Linked DNA regions of Mus musculus: all the other regions are linked to region 4. Evidence: chromatin contacts called from public HiChIP or PLAC-seq and promoter capture Hi-C data. All regions are on one chromosome and are shown on one strand. The core of a region is the stretch at or near the end of the contact, and the rest is flanking DNA. Distances in the headings are between cores, read along the strand shown. Region 1 holds the start of Ifitm2 (interferon induced transmembrane protein 2). Region 2 holds the start of Pwwp2b (PWWP domain containing 2B). Region 3 holds the start of Inpp5a (inositol polyphosphate-5-phosphatase A). Region 4 holds the start of Spef1l (sperm flagellar 1 like).

Evidence for each region. Promoter capture Hi-C pulls out the DNA fragments that hold promoters and counts their contacts. HiChIP or PLAC-seq counts read pairs in DNA pulled down with a chosen protein or histone mark.
Region 1: a promoter capture Hi-C map of trophoblast stem cells shows a contact between it and region 4, with 4 times the contacts expected there. The contact joins the promoter of Ifitm2 here to the promoter of Spef1l in region 4. A contact is called at or near these places in 11 of 39 promoter capture datasets (the 3T3-L1 cell line, the HPC-7 cell line, the SN4741 cell line and 8 more), 1 of 484 Hi-C or Micro-C datasets (CD4 T cells), 9 of 115 datasets of contacts at active chromatin or transcription factors (bone marrow-derived dendritic cells, bone marrow-derived macrophages, craniofacial prominence and 5 more) and 2 of 9 other capture datasets (adipose tissue and liver).
Region 2: a contact with region 4 is called in an HNF4G HiChIP or PLAC-seq map of pancreatic cancer cells. The contact joins the promoter of Pwwp2b here to the promoter of Spef1l in region 4.
Region 3: a promoter capture Hi-C map of liver shows a contact between it and region 4, with 1.9 times the contacts expected there. The contact joins the promoter of Inpp5a here to the promoter of Spef1l in region 4. A contact is called at or near these places in 1 of 39 promoter capture datasets (liver), 1 of 484 Hi-C or Micro-C datasets (neutrophils), 2 of 115 datasets of contacts at active chromatin or transcription factors (memory CD8 T cells and pancreatic cancer cells) and 1 of 9 other capture datasets (pancreatic islet).

Annotation. Positions count from the first base shown.
Region 1 is chr7:140,954,643-140,957,342 of GRCm38.p6, reverse strand. It overlaps Ifitm2 (interferon induced transmembrane protein 2), which reads left to right and starts at 1,382. Exons shown (of 2, transcript NM_030694.1): 1 at 1,382-1,673; 2 at 2,170-2,504. The coding sequence starts at 1,428. The coding sequence ends at 2,358.
Region 2 is chr7:139,247,225-139,249,924 of GRCm38.p6, reverse strand. It overlaps Pwwp2b (PWWP domain containing 2B), which reads right to left and starts at 1,443. Exons shown (of 3, transcript NM_001098636.1): 1 at 1,282-1,443. The coding sequence starts at 1,406.
Region 3 is chr7:139,387,822-139,390,521 of GRCm38.p6, reverse strand. Inpp5a (inositol polyphosphate-5-phosphatase A) reads right to left here and starts at 1,413. Exons shown (of 16, transcript NM_001127363.1): 1 at 1,058-1,413. The coding sequence starts at 1,132. Gm46004 (a long non-coding RNA gene) reads left to right here and starts at 1,375. Exons shown (of 2, transcript XR_001778314.2): 1 at 1,375-1,956.
Region 4 is chr7:139,977,480-139,980,179 of GRCm38.p6, reverse strand. It overlaps Spef1l (sperm flagellar 1 like), which reads left to right and starts at 1,425. Exons shown (of 7, transcript NM_001033465.3): 1 at 1,425-1,633; 2 at 2,035-2,146. The coding sequence starts at 1,498. Adam8 (a disintegrin and metallopeptidase domain 8) reads left to right here. Exons shown (of 24, transcript NM_001291066.2): 23 at 146-220; 24 at 653-1,248. The coding sequence ends at 703. It overlaps Gm16201 (a long non-coding RNA gene), which reads right to left. Exons shown (of 5, transcript XR_389973.3): 5 at 1,200-2,700.

The DNA.
Region 1 (2,700 bases), core at 133-2,632, 980 kb before region 4:
GTTCATAAGGCTTATTCAGGTTTAGCATATATCAGAGCTTTCCTTTTTCATTTGCCAGTTGATAGACATCTAACCTCTGTCTGTTGCCTGTCGTTACGAATGCTGCTGTAGACATGAGATACAGGCATACAGGATACGTATAGACATGTGTTCATTCTCTTACACACGAGAAGTGGGATTCTGGGTTGTAGCTTCGATCTGCCCACTGCCTGCAAAGCCTGCAGCATCAGTGGTGTGGTTTCTTTGCTTCTAAACTACAGTGCTTCCTAATGGGTATGAGCAGTGTGCTGCTGGGGCTTTGATCTGCATTTTGCTAATGAGCAAGAATGTGGAGCCTGTTACCCATTGTGCCTCTTCTAGAAGAAATGTTGAGTTCCCCTTTCGTTCATTTTTTTAAAATTTTTACTTACTACTTTTTATTCATTTATTTAAGACAAGCTGTCATGTAGCCCAGGCTGGACCTTGAACTGATTCTCCTGCTGACCTTTCCCAAGTGCTGGGATTACAGACATGTGACCTGCTCCAGCTTTTGAGGCTCTGATCGATGGTGATGGTTGTACAAGTAGAGGCGAACAAGGGCTCTGTAGTTAGACTCACTGATCTCCTCCTTGCTCCATTCTGCCCTGTGGGATGAAATTTGGGTGCTGGGGGTGGGGGTGTGAGGTTACTGAATGGGTTCAAGTGTCAAACGATTTGTGTCCTTCACCACCAGGGAACTTCCCTTGTTTCTAGGACGCTCAGTTCCCTCACTGCTTCTGCCGGGAAAGACTCGGAGTTCCCTGTGTAGCCGTACTCCTACAGGCTTCATTTTAGCAATGGCTGTTTCGCAACTGGTAGGAAAACATCTGCCTTCCATAAGCTCCCCGGCTGCAGCCAAGTGACTGGAATTTTCCTTCCCTAGCTAGCCAGGAGCATCCAGGCCCTGTGCTGGAAGGCTCCTCCTTCCCCAACTGACAGCCAAAGAAACATTGAGTTGCAGATCTCCCCAGCCCCCACCTGCAACAGATTAGTTTAGGGGTGTGTGTGCTTGGGGTTTTTTAGAGGAGGCCCTCACTGTGAGGCCAGGTTTAGGGATGTACCAGGGGTGTGAGAGCAGGGGGCTGGGGAGACTAGATCTGGGGAGAAGTTCTAGTATGCCTACTGTAAGCAGGAGGTGGAGACCTTCAGACAAGTTTTAGCCCTGGGACAAGTCTAGATCCCTGGAAGTTTATACAGAGGTACCTCAACAGTCAACTAGTCCTGAAGTAATTTGATACTCAAGGCCTAAGTACCGCCCACTTCAGTATCCAGCCAATTCCCCACAGTAAGGCCCTCTGGAGACTAACCCACCAACAGGAAAAGGAAATTGCTAGAGAAAGGGCGGGTCTACAGAACCAGGATAGCAGCAGCCATCCTCCAGACGGGGCGATTGTTCCAGAGTCAGTACCATGAGCCACAATTCTCAAGCCTTCTTGTCCACCAATGCCGGGCTTCCTCCAAGCTATGAGACAATCAAAGAGGAGTACGGGGTGACTGAGCTGGGGGAACCCAGCAACTCAGCTGTTGTGAGGACCACCGTGATCAACATGCCCAGAGAGGTGTCGGTGCCTGACCATGTGGTCTGGTCCCTGTTCAATACACTCTTCTTCAACGCCTGCTGCCTGGGCTTCGTTGCCTATGCCTACTCTGTGAAGGTGAGTGTGCTAGAGGGGGTGGGAGGGAATGGTGTAAGAAGGTGTGTGTGAGCCTGAAGCGCCATCTACTCAGATAGCACCGAGGTGTGAGTGTGGGGTCCTTTCTGTAAGAAAGTGTGTGTGCACCCTTCCTATTTGTGTGTGTGTGTGTGTGTGTGCGTGCGTGCGTGCGCGCGCGCGCGCGCGCGCACTGTCTGTCTCTGGTGTTGGAGACTTTCTGATAGTCACAGGATGAAACTGCCTGGGGATTCTGGGGCCAGACTTTCCCCACCCCTTCACCCTTTAGACTGGGGCCCTAATCTGTGTGGAAAGTGAGGTATGCAGCGAATGCTGGAGCTTACTGTATAGTTTGTGTTTGTGTGTGTGTGAAAAGAGGGGAGGGTTTCCCGGCTGGAGGGAGTGAGACAGTGGGCAGGGAGCAGTTGGGGAAATGGAGCCAGAGCACCTGGCTCTCAGCTGGCCAGCTCCAGGGCTCCTTACATCTAATTTCCTTCAGTCTAGGGACAGGAAGATGGTGGGCGATGTGGTTGGAGCCCAGGCCTACGCCTCCACTGCCAAGTGCCTGAATATCAGCTCCCTGATCTTCAGCATCCTTATGGTCATTATCTGCATCATTATTTTCTCTACCACCTCTGTGGTAGTCTTTCAGTCTTTTGCACAAAGAACACCCCATTCTGGATTCTAGCTGCCCTGTGCTCCACGGTCCACATCTGCCCCGCCCCTGCCCCGCCCCCAGGCTCAAGCCTCGACCCTTTACCCTACGCGTATGCAAATGTTACCTTCACCTATCTGTCCACAGTGGATTCAATAAAGTGCACGGGGTGGCAACTCTGGCTGTGACTCACTGTTCTCTGGTTCTGTACCGAGCTCACCTTGCATCCTTTTTGTCTGAGGAGAGCAAGTGTCGTTAACTTGTCAGGCTTCTGGTCTCCAGATATGGGCAGCAGCCGACCTGTGGGTTTTTGCCTGATCCAGGCAGAGGGGATCCGAGGATCATCTAACGCTGAGGCCGTGCTCCCGGGGGTCC
Region 2 (2,700 bases), core at 194-2,693, 730 kb after region 4:
CTTCTATTCATGAAGGGTGTATGCATCTGCAAGCCAGGTTAGCCATTGACCTCAGGGTAGAGATCCCCCCTATCTCTGTAGACACAGCCACAAGATAGGACTACTCTCAGCCAATCTTATCTTGAGCACTGGAGCCTGAGAACTGGGGAAATGCGGGTCCTCTGCTGCAGACTCTCTAGGGAGAGGCCAGAGCAGGCTGCACAGGTTGAGCAGGGGTGCAGCCAGACCTGCCTAGGGAGGAGAGGGCAGCCATCAGCAGGGTGGGGGATGGCTTGCCTTGGAAGCTTTCAGGTGGCTATTCTGCAGCCCCTGAATGTCACCCCATTATAGGCACTCCCTGTACTAACCAACAAGAGAGGGGCACCAGTCACACGGGAGGCCATATGTTAAGTCACATGACTTGTGCATAAATGGCTTCTGGCACATCTAATGAAGACATAATGTCAGCAGGGTAACTGTCGAAGGAGGAAGGGCTCTGCTCTGTGGTGGGAACCCAGGGAAATCCGGGCTTTAGGAAGGGAAAAAGTTGGGTCTTTGAAAGCAGAGCCCTTTTCTGTTCCTAATTCCAGAATGAAGCCTGGCTGGAGCAGAAGAGTCACAGCCTGATTAATGCCTAATCATTTATCAGGCAGTGACAGCGCAGTGCCATGTGATTCTGGGTTCAGGTGGCTGTTCTGCGCTGCAGAAGCCCCTGCAAAGGGTATACAGGTGGTCTCAGGAGCCAAGCCCAATGCGCCCCTCCAGTAGAGGCACTGGCCCTGGAACTTGTATCTTCCACTCCCCCGCAAGGCGCCTCGCCCACAGCAGTGTTTCTACACCCCGCAGTCTCGCAGCTGGTCTCCACCAGCCACTCCTATAAGCCTTGGGCTTCCCCCCTCTTGTGACAGGTGAGGCCATAGCTTAACTGACCCCCTTAAACGAATCACGATTCTACAAACAGTCGAATTCAACAGTGCGTCTGAACAAAGAAAAGTGCGTTAATTATGGCAGATGTGCGGAGTTTCAGGCAAGGCTTCCCGTGCGTCCCGGCCGGCACCGCAGCCCCTCTGCGGGGCCGCACGCTCTCCTGCCCCGAAAGTCACCGCGACTTTGGGAGAGAGCCACTTTCGCACCCAGACCGGCGGCCAGCTGGCGCGCCTCGAAACCCCGGCCCAGCAGAAACTGAAAGCGGACGCCGGGCTTTGCTGCTCCTCTCGGAGCCTGCATTGGAACCTTGAATCGGTGGAGGAGTGTCCCGGGAGATTCCGAGGAGTCCCGGGCCCGCGACCCTGCCCCGCTCACTTTTTCGTGCAATCCAGCAGGATTCCGGCGAAGCTGCGCTCGCCACAGCTCACGGTGACCACCAGCGCGCCGTTGACGACCTGTTCCACCCGCACCGGCAACCGGCAGCCGGCCCGCGGCTCCATGCTCCCGCCGCCTCCGGAGGCCGCCCCCGCCCGCCACCGCCGCCGCCGCCGCCGCCGCCGGGTCAGCCCCGCGTGACGCCGCCTGACGTCACAAAGCTCTGTGTGCCGGCCGCCACCGCGGAGCTAGGCTGGGGCGCGCGGCCGCGGGCTGCGCTCCCAGGAGCCGGAGGGCGTGGGGCGGTCCGCCCGCAGCGTGCGCCCACAGCCGGCTCTCAAAGCTGGGCTTGCAACGCATTGCGGGGGCCCCACCGGGCGGGGAGAAGGGTTCGTTAATCTTGACGCCACGCAGGCTTGGAATGCCCCCTAGGAGGCCTTGCCAGGAACCGAGGGGTAGCGGGGACACTCCCCGGGTCCAGGCCCTTCCCCCACTCTGCTTCTCTGGGTTCCACCCCGGGCCCCACCTCCTTCCTGATCCTGTCCCGGGGCCACTCCCTGAGCCCGGCGCAGCCTGGGGCCCTTCCCCCATGTAGTCTGGGGGTCCCCTGTCTACCAGTTTGTGCTAGAGGACCCCGGCAGCGTCTTCTACGCACGACTCCTGTGTCCACTTGGTACTTGAAAAAGTCTGTGGACACGTGTATTTGAAGCGAATCAGGCCTGGCAGAGGAGACTCCGGGTGCCGAGGGACACCAATGGGGCCCTTACAAGAGGCCTAGTGTCACCCTCACTACAGGGCTACCTGGCACTGGGCTACCCAGGTGTGCTCGGCGCCTCCTAGGAGACTATAGTGCTCCGGTCTGTTTGAGAACCTCGCAGGGCGCGGGGCTGGCCAGCACTAGTGTTGGCAGGATTATTCTATCCAGAGCTCTTGCGTCTCCTGGGACTACTCGCTGCAGCACTCCTCGCTTAGTGTACAGTATGAAGAGCCACCTCCCATGAGCAAGAGCCAGGCTCCCCGGGCGTGTGCAACCGGGCCCGCGAGGGCAGCCTGGCCATGAGTGGGAGGTGGCGGCGCCCGGCGGACGGCTGACCGCCACCCTAGACCTCCTCCGGTTTCCGCAAGCACTTGCACTCTGAATCCGGATTCGGAATCCATAACTGACTGCCTCCAAGGGTCTGTCACGTTGCAATGACCAATGGCGTCTGTGAATCGGGCCCCTAAGGCTGACTTGCATCGCCATGACCCTGCATTGGAGGCACCAAAAGGGCAGAGAGGTACTGACCACGGATCTACCAGGCCCATGTCCTTTTCAGCTGGGGAGTGGAGTTCTTGCCCTGCTGGGACTTGCTTCAGGGCTGCTACCACTGACGCCGCCAAGGACAGCCGAGGCCGCCCTGGCGCCACTTTACCTTGCCT
Region 3 (2,700 bases), core at 164-2,663, 590 kb after region 4:
GGACTGGAGAAGCCGTTCTACAAGATAAAGGCCTTTGGCATCATTTTTGGCCTTGAAGAGCTTTTCAGCACCTTCTCATTTAGTAAACAGGAATATAAAGTCCCCCAAGGCTTGAAGAGAGCTACCTCATTTGAGAACTAGTGCTATTGCAAGTTACATGGCAAAATGAGGTGCCTCACGCCTCAGGCCCCTCAGAAGACAAGACCAAGGGATGGGATATAGGTACCAGGACTCAGATGATGGAGCTCAAGGTTTGGGACTGAGGTCTATTGGGAGGAAGGTTCGGGGATGGGAGATGGGGTGTAGAATTAGAGGCAGGGACCTCACTCTGGGGCCAAGAGTAGGTGTAGGATCTGAGGTTTTAGGGTAGAGACTCAGAGTTCAGGGTCAGTGTGGTATGGGTTGAGAGGAACAGGACCAAAATTTTTGAAAGCTGGGTTTCTGGAACCAGAAATCAGACTTGGGGGATCAGAGTCAGAGACTGGGGGCCAGGGGGTGAATCAGAAAACCTGGGGTCAGCGTATGCTTGGGTTTGGAAGCCAGGACATCCAAGTATCAGGATTCTGGGTCAAAATTCCAGGTCAGTACTTGTGGCTCTGGAGTTCCAAGGCAGGAAAAAGATAGGGATTTGCTGTCTTGGGAGCAAAGCAAGGAACCAGCATCAGGATTCAAGGATCTGGACTGAGTCTGGGTTCCTGTAGTATGGGTTAAGACAGGGGTTCAAAAACTGAGTCTTCGAGTTTGGCCTCGGGTACCAGAAAAGCGGTGTTAAGGTCCCGAGTGTGTAGCTGGAAGTTTCCTGGCCTAGGGTACCCCCCTGCTATGGGGTCAGGGTCTGTCTGGGGCTTGGGAAAATCCTGGTCGGAGTCTCCAGCTGTGGGTAGGGGGCATCAGAGTCACACGTCCCAAAGACAACTGGCCCGGAGTCCGCGGCTATAGAAGACGCTGTAGGGGCCGGAATTTAGGGTCTCCAACTGAAAATGGGGATGTCAGGGTCCCGGGCTGGGAGACTCCTAGCCCGTAACCGCCCCTCCCTAGCCGACGGCGCGGCACTTACGTCGTCGAAGAGCGAGCCCACGTTGGCCGTGACCAGCAGGACCGCGGTGCCGGGGGCGGCCGCCTTCCCCGCCATGGTGCCCGGGCGGAGCGGGCTCTGGACTGGGTGGCGGCGGCCGCTTCCTGCGGGGCCGGTAGGGCTGGGGTCTCGCGGGGCCGCGGGGCGTCAGCTGCGCCGGGGGACAGCACAGGGGCGCATCGCGGGCTTGGCGGGTCGGACCGGGCCTGGCCGGGGCTCCAGCCTCGCGGTCGCGGCTCTTCGCTGCTCCGCGGCCCCGCGCCCGCTCGCCGCCGCGCCTCACAGCGGCCCGCGCGCAGCCATTAGACCCGCCGGGAAAGTTCCCGCAGCCGCCGCCGCCGACTCCGGCTGGGACAAGTCCCGCCCCACAGGAGGTGGGACCCTAGAAGGCGGGGCTGTCGGTCGCGCCGGGGGTGGGGCCTCCCTATGGGGCGGGGCCTGCACACAATCTACAGACTTGGGTCTTAGGCTCCCTGGCTCCGGGTCCACTGGAAGGGCGGGTTCTCGAGCCTGAGTCAGGCTGGGGGTGGGGTTTGTGCAGGGGCGGGCCTGCTCACAGGAGCTAAGCCTAGGGTGGGGCGGAGCCAACACCAGATGGAGGAGGGGAGAGGCGGGCATATGGGGCATTCCTGTCAGTCAGGCCCCTGAGTCCTCCCCTGGCTTTGCCCCGCCCTGCCGCGGTTACGCGCATATTCCACCCTCCACTCCCATGACGTCACGACCCTGTTACCAAAGCGCTTCTTAAAGGAGCCGCGAGTTTGGACGACTACAGCCCGCCTTCTTGTTGGGAGCCCTGGAGATCCTTGGAACCTCTGTCCTGGCCCCCCATCCCCCCCCCCCGATGTGGAACCGGTCTTCAGCCTGGGTCCAGGCCCTCGCCGGTACGGGGAGTCTGACGTAGGCGGACCGTGGGAGGGAGCAGGGCCACGGAGAATTAAGGAGGAGCCTCCTCCAGTCCCAGCTCTGGGTCTGCAAAGAGTGGGTCTGCAGATCAAGTGTATGGGATTTTGCAATTTCCTAACACGTCCACCCAGTTCCTTATATAGGACTTTGCTTACAAAACAGAAAGCTGTTGGCATCCAAAAACAGAAAACTAATAAATCCTTTTAAGAAGCAAGCGTATTGATGTACTCCTGTAATCCCAGTACTCGGAAGTTGTGGCAGGATTGCTATGAGTTCGAGGCCAACCTGAACTCATAGCAACCTAAACTAGCTTGAGACCATACCCCGCCCCTCCCACCTAAAAAAGAAAAAGTTCAGATTAGGTGTTTGGATAGCCAGCTGTGGCCCCCATGCCACACCCAAGGACAGTTCCCAAGGTGGGGGATGTGGTCAGTCCGGGAATTTTAGCCACCAGAGAGAGCTGGAGGTGGGGGGCAGGGAGGTATGCTAGTTAGAAGAACAGAATCAGTCCTACATGTAGAAGGAATCAAGAAATTTCTCTGAGATAGAGTCAGTTGTTCCTGGAGGTGGGACGGGGCTGGTAGGGAACATATAGTGAGCTGGGTAACCCTTGCTAGTCTAGGCCTCCAGAAAGCCCTGTCCAGTGGGGCTGCTGCGCTGTAGCCTGCGAGGAGGCATCCAAAGAAACAGTACTACAGACATACTAGAACCCTGTTTGCAAC
Region 4 (2,700 bases), core at 176-2,675:
GCAGATGTTTCCTACTGAGCTGCGTGCAGACAGAAGCCTTCCAGGCTAGGCTGGAGCTGAGCAGGACAGCCTCAGGATGAAGCTAAGGGCCGTACTTGGCCTACTTAGGAGATGCTCTCAGTCAGCTGTGTCTGGTTCCTCCCAGGTCAAGCCAACCTTTGCACCCCCGACACCACCAGTCAAGCCCGGGACTGGAGGGACGGTGCCTGGAGCAACTCAGGTGAGCCTCAGAGGGAAGGGGAAGGGGAAGGGGAAGGGGGAGTCCATCTTGCAGGAACCCTCCTGCTGACTGTGGCACTGTTTCGGAGGGTGAGTGGCTGTTTTCATTTTCTTAGCTGGTAAGTTTTAGTGACATTTGAAAAAAAAAAAAAAGAAAGAAAAAAAAATCCTCAATAACAGGCTTGATGTCTGCTTTATAATTTGCCAGAACTTTCCAGTGCTTGCGGCTTTCGGGGGCTATGGAATTTTCCTTTTCATATGGCTAGTCTACAGTATATATGAAATGCTAGTACAGTCATCTTGTGAGGTCGGGCCCATTCTGTTGTTAGGGGAAGTGGAAGTCTAAATTTAAAGAACTGGCAATGGGTATTTTCAGCTGGACCTCTCTCTTATCAGGTCCTCTTTAATATCGATTTCCTTTTTTTCTTGGCAGGGAGCTGGTGAGCCAAAGGTTGCTCTGAAGGTCCCCATCCAGAAGAGGTGACCAGCTAGGGCACCCCAGGGCCATCGTTTGTGGACGTTTGGAGATACCACTGCTCCTATAAATGTGTTCCTTCAGCAACACCACAACCACCACCCAGGCTGGACCTGCACACGCTGTTCCTACCTCAGGAATAATCTTTCTGTGGCTCTTGCTGTCCAGATGCCCTCATGAACCAGTGGCCTCTCACTGGCCTTGGCCAGCTTAGACCATACATCTGCGTATGCTAGTTGCTAGGCAGGGGCGGTGTACCCTGCAGTGGGCGTGATCAAGTCTGTCTGTCTCTGGGTGGACAGAATGCCAGGAGTCCCCTCCCAGCAACTTCTGCACTGGCCCTCACACAGTGACCTCTCTCCAAGGCACAGTTCCTGTATCTACATCCCACTCGTGTATGAGACTTAGGAAAGGAAAAGACGTCGTTCTTGGGGTGTTGGGACAAGAAGTTGCCGTCATCTCCGGATTGAAACAGATTAGTTGTTGAAATTATGACTAAACACTATTCACTAATAAAGATTCTATTTTATCAATAGATTATAGATCACATTCTACATGGCAGTTTGTTTTTATTACACCAGATCAAACAATTTCACCTACCATCTCCCTTCGTTTTTTAACCATCCACCTTGATTCAGCCCGATCTCTGGGCGTGCAGGAGGACCAATCCTTCCTGGGATCGAGGGAGGGACCAGCGCGGTTAGGGCCCCGCCCCTTCCGGCTGTGCCGCGTCTCCCAGCAACGGTCCAAACCCGCCAGGTTTCTTCCGCTGTGTTTCTCTGCTGCACACCCACTTCTCTGCCATGCTCAGTGCTTCCAAGCCGAGCTCAGCTTCGTTCCTGCCAACGCCTGGGGATATTCATAACCTCTGCGCCTGGCTGGACCGGCTCCCACTCAGCCGCCCCAAGCGCCACTTGGCTCGGGACTTCAGTGATGGTGGTGCGAGTGAGGGCGAGGCGCTATGGGGCGGATGATGAAGAGGACTCAAAGCTGAGGGCCACCCTTGCCTCCAGCCCCCTAGTACGGGTGTGGGTGTTGGGGGAACGGAGCGGTTCTTGAGTCCAGACTCGTGCTCCTTAGGAAAGGTAGTAGCAAACAGGGCCTCCTGTGGCTCTTCCAGCTCCCCCTGGGCTCTCACGCTGTATTAGCTTCCCAGGCCATCCTACCACTTGGTCTGACCTGGAGTCTAGGTGCCGTGCCAGACTCGGGGACAATTATGGGCTCCCCAGGAAAAGCTCGTGTCCTTCCCACTCCATTCCATGCATCTCATGTGGTCAGGGATTACAGTTGCAACCCAGGGTCTTGACCAGGCAAGCCAAGTTCCCCTCGCATTCCCACAGTGCTGGTGGCCGAGATTGTGAAGCACTTCCGCCCTCGGCTGGTGGACTTGCACAGCTACGTCCCAGCCTGCAGTACAGACCAGAAGCTGAGCAACTGGAGCCTTCTCAACAGGCAAGGCCTGGGAGCTCAGCCCACCTAGGTTGACCCCGGGATGCTCTCTCCAGCCATGGGTCTCTGACTGCCTAACTGTGGGTCCTTGCCTATAGAAGAGTACCACAACCAGGGGTACTAGGGCACTAGTACCCCTAGTACCACTCCTGGGGGTGCTAGGGCAGCCTATCAGCTAGCCTGCTCCCTTACGGATCAGTAGAGTTTTACTTCACCTCCCCAAATGTCCTCAGACAAGACTCTGCCTGTGTATAATAAGTGATCTCAAGGACAGAGTCGGGCAGATATGTCTGATGTAGTCCAATCACAGAGGGCCCTCGGGAAGTGTCTGAGCAGAGCAAGGTGGAGAACCTGTGTGGGCACCCCCAAAAGACTGGCTCAGATTGGAATAGAAACATTGCTGGGCTCAGGCCTGGGTCTAATCTCATGGGCTTATGTTTGAGAGGGAAGAGATGAAAAGAGACCTCAAGGGAGATGATCATGCTGAGAGGGCCCAGCTGCAGGTTTCCAGGTACTGTTGAGCTGTCTCAACAGGATTTACCGAGGGCAAGCCAGTA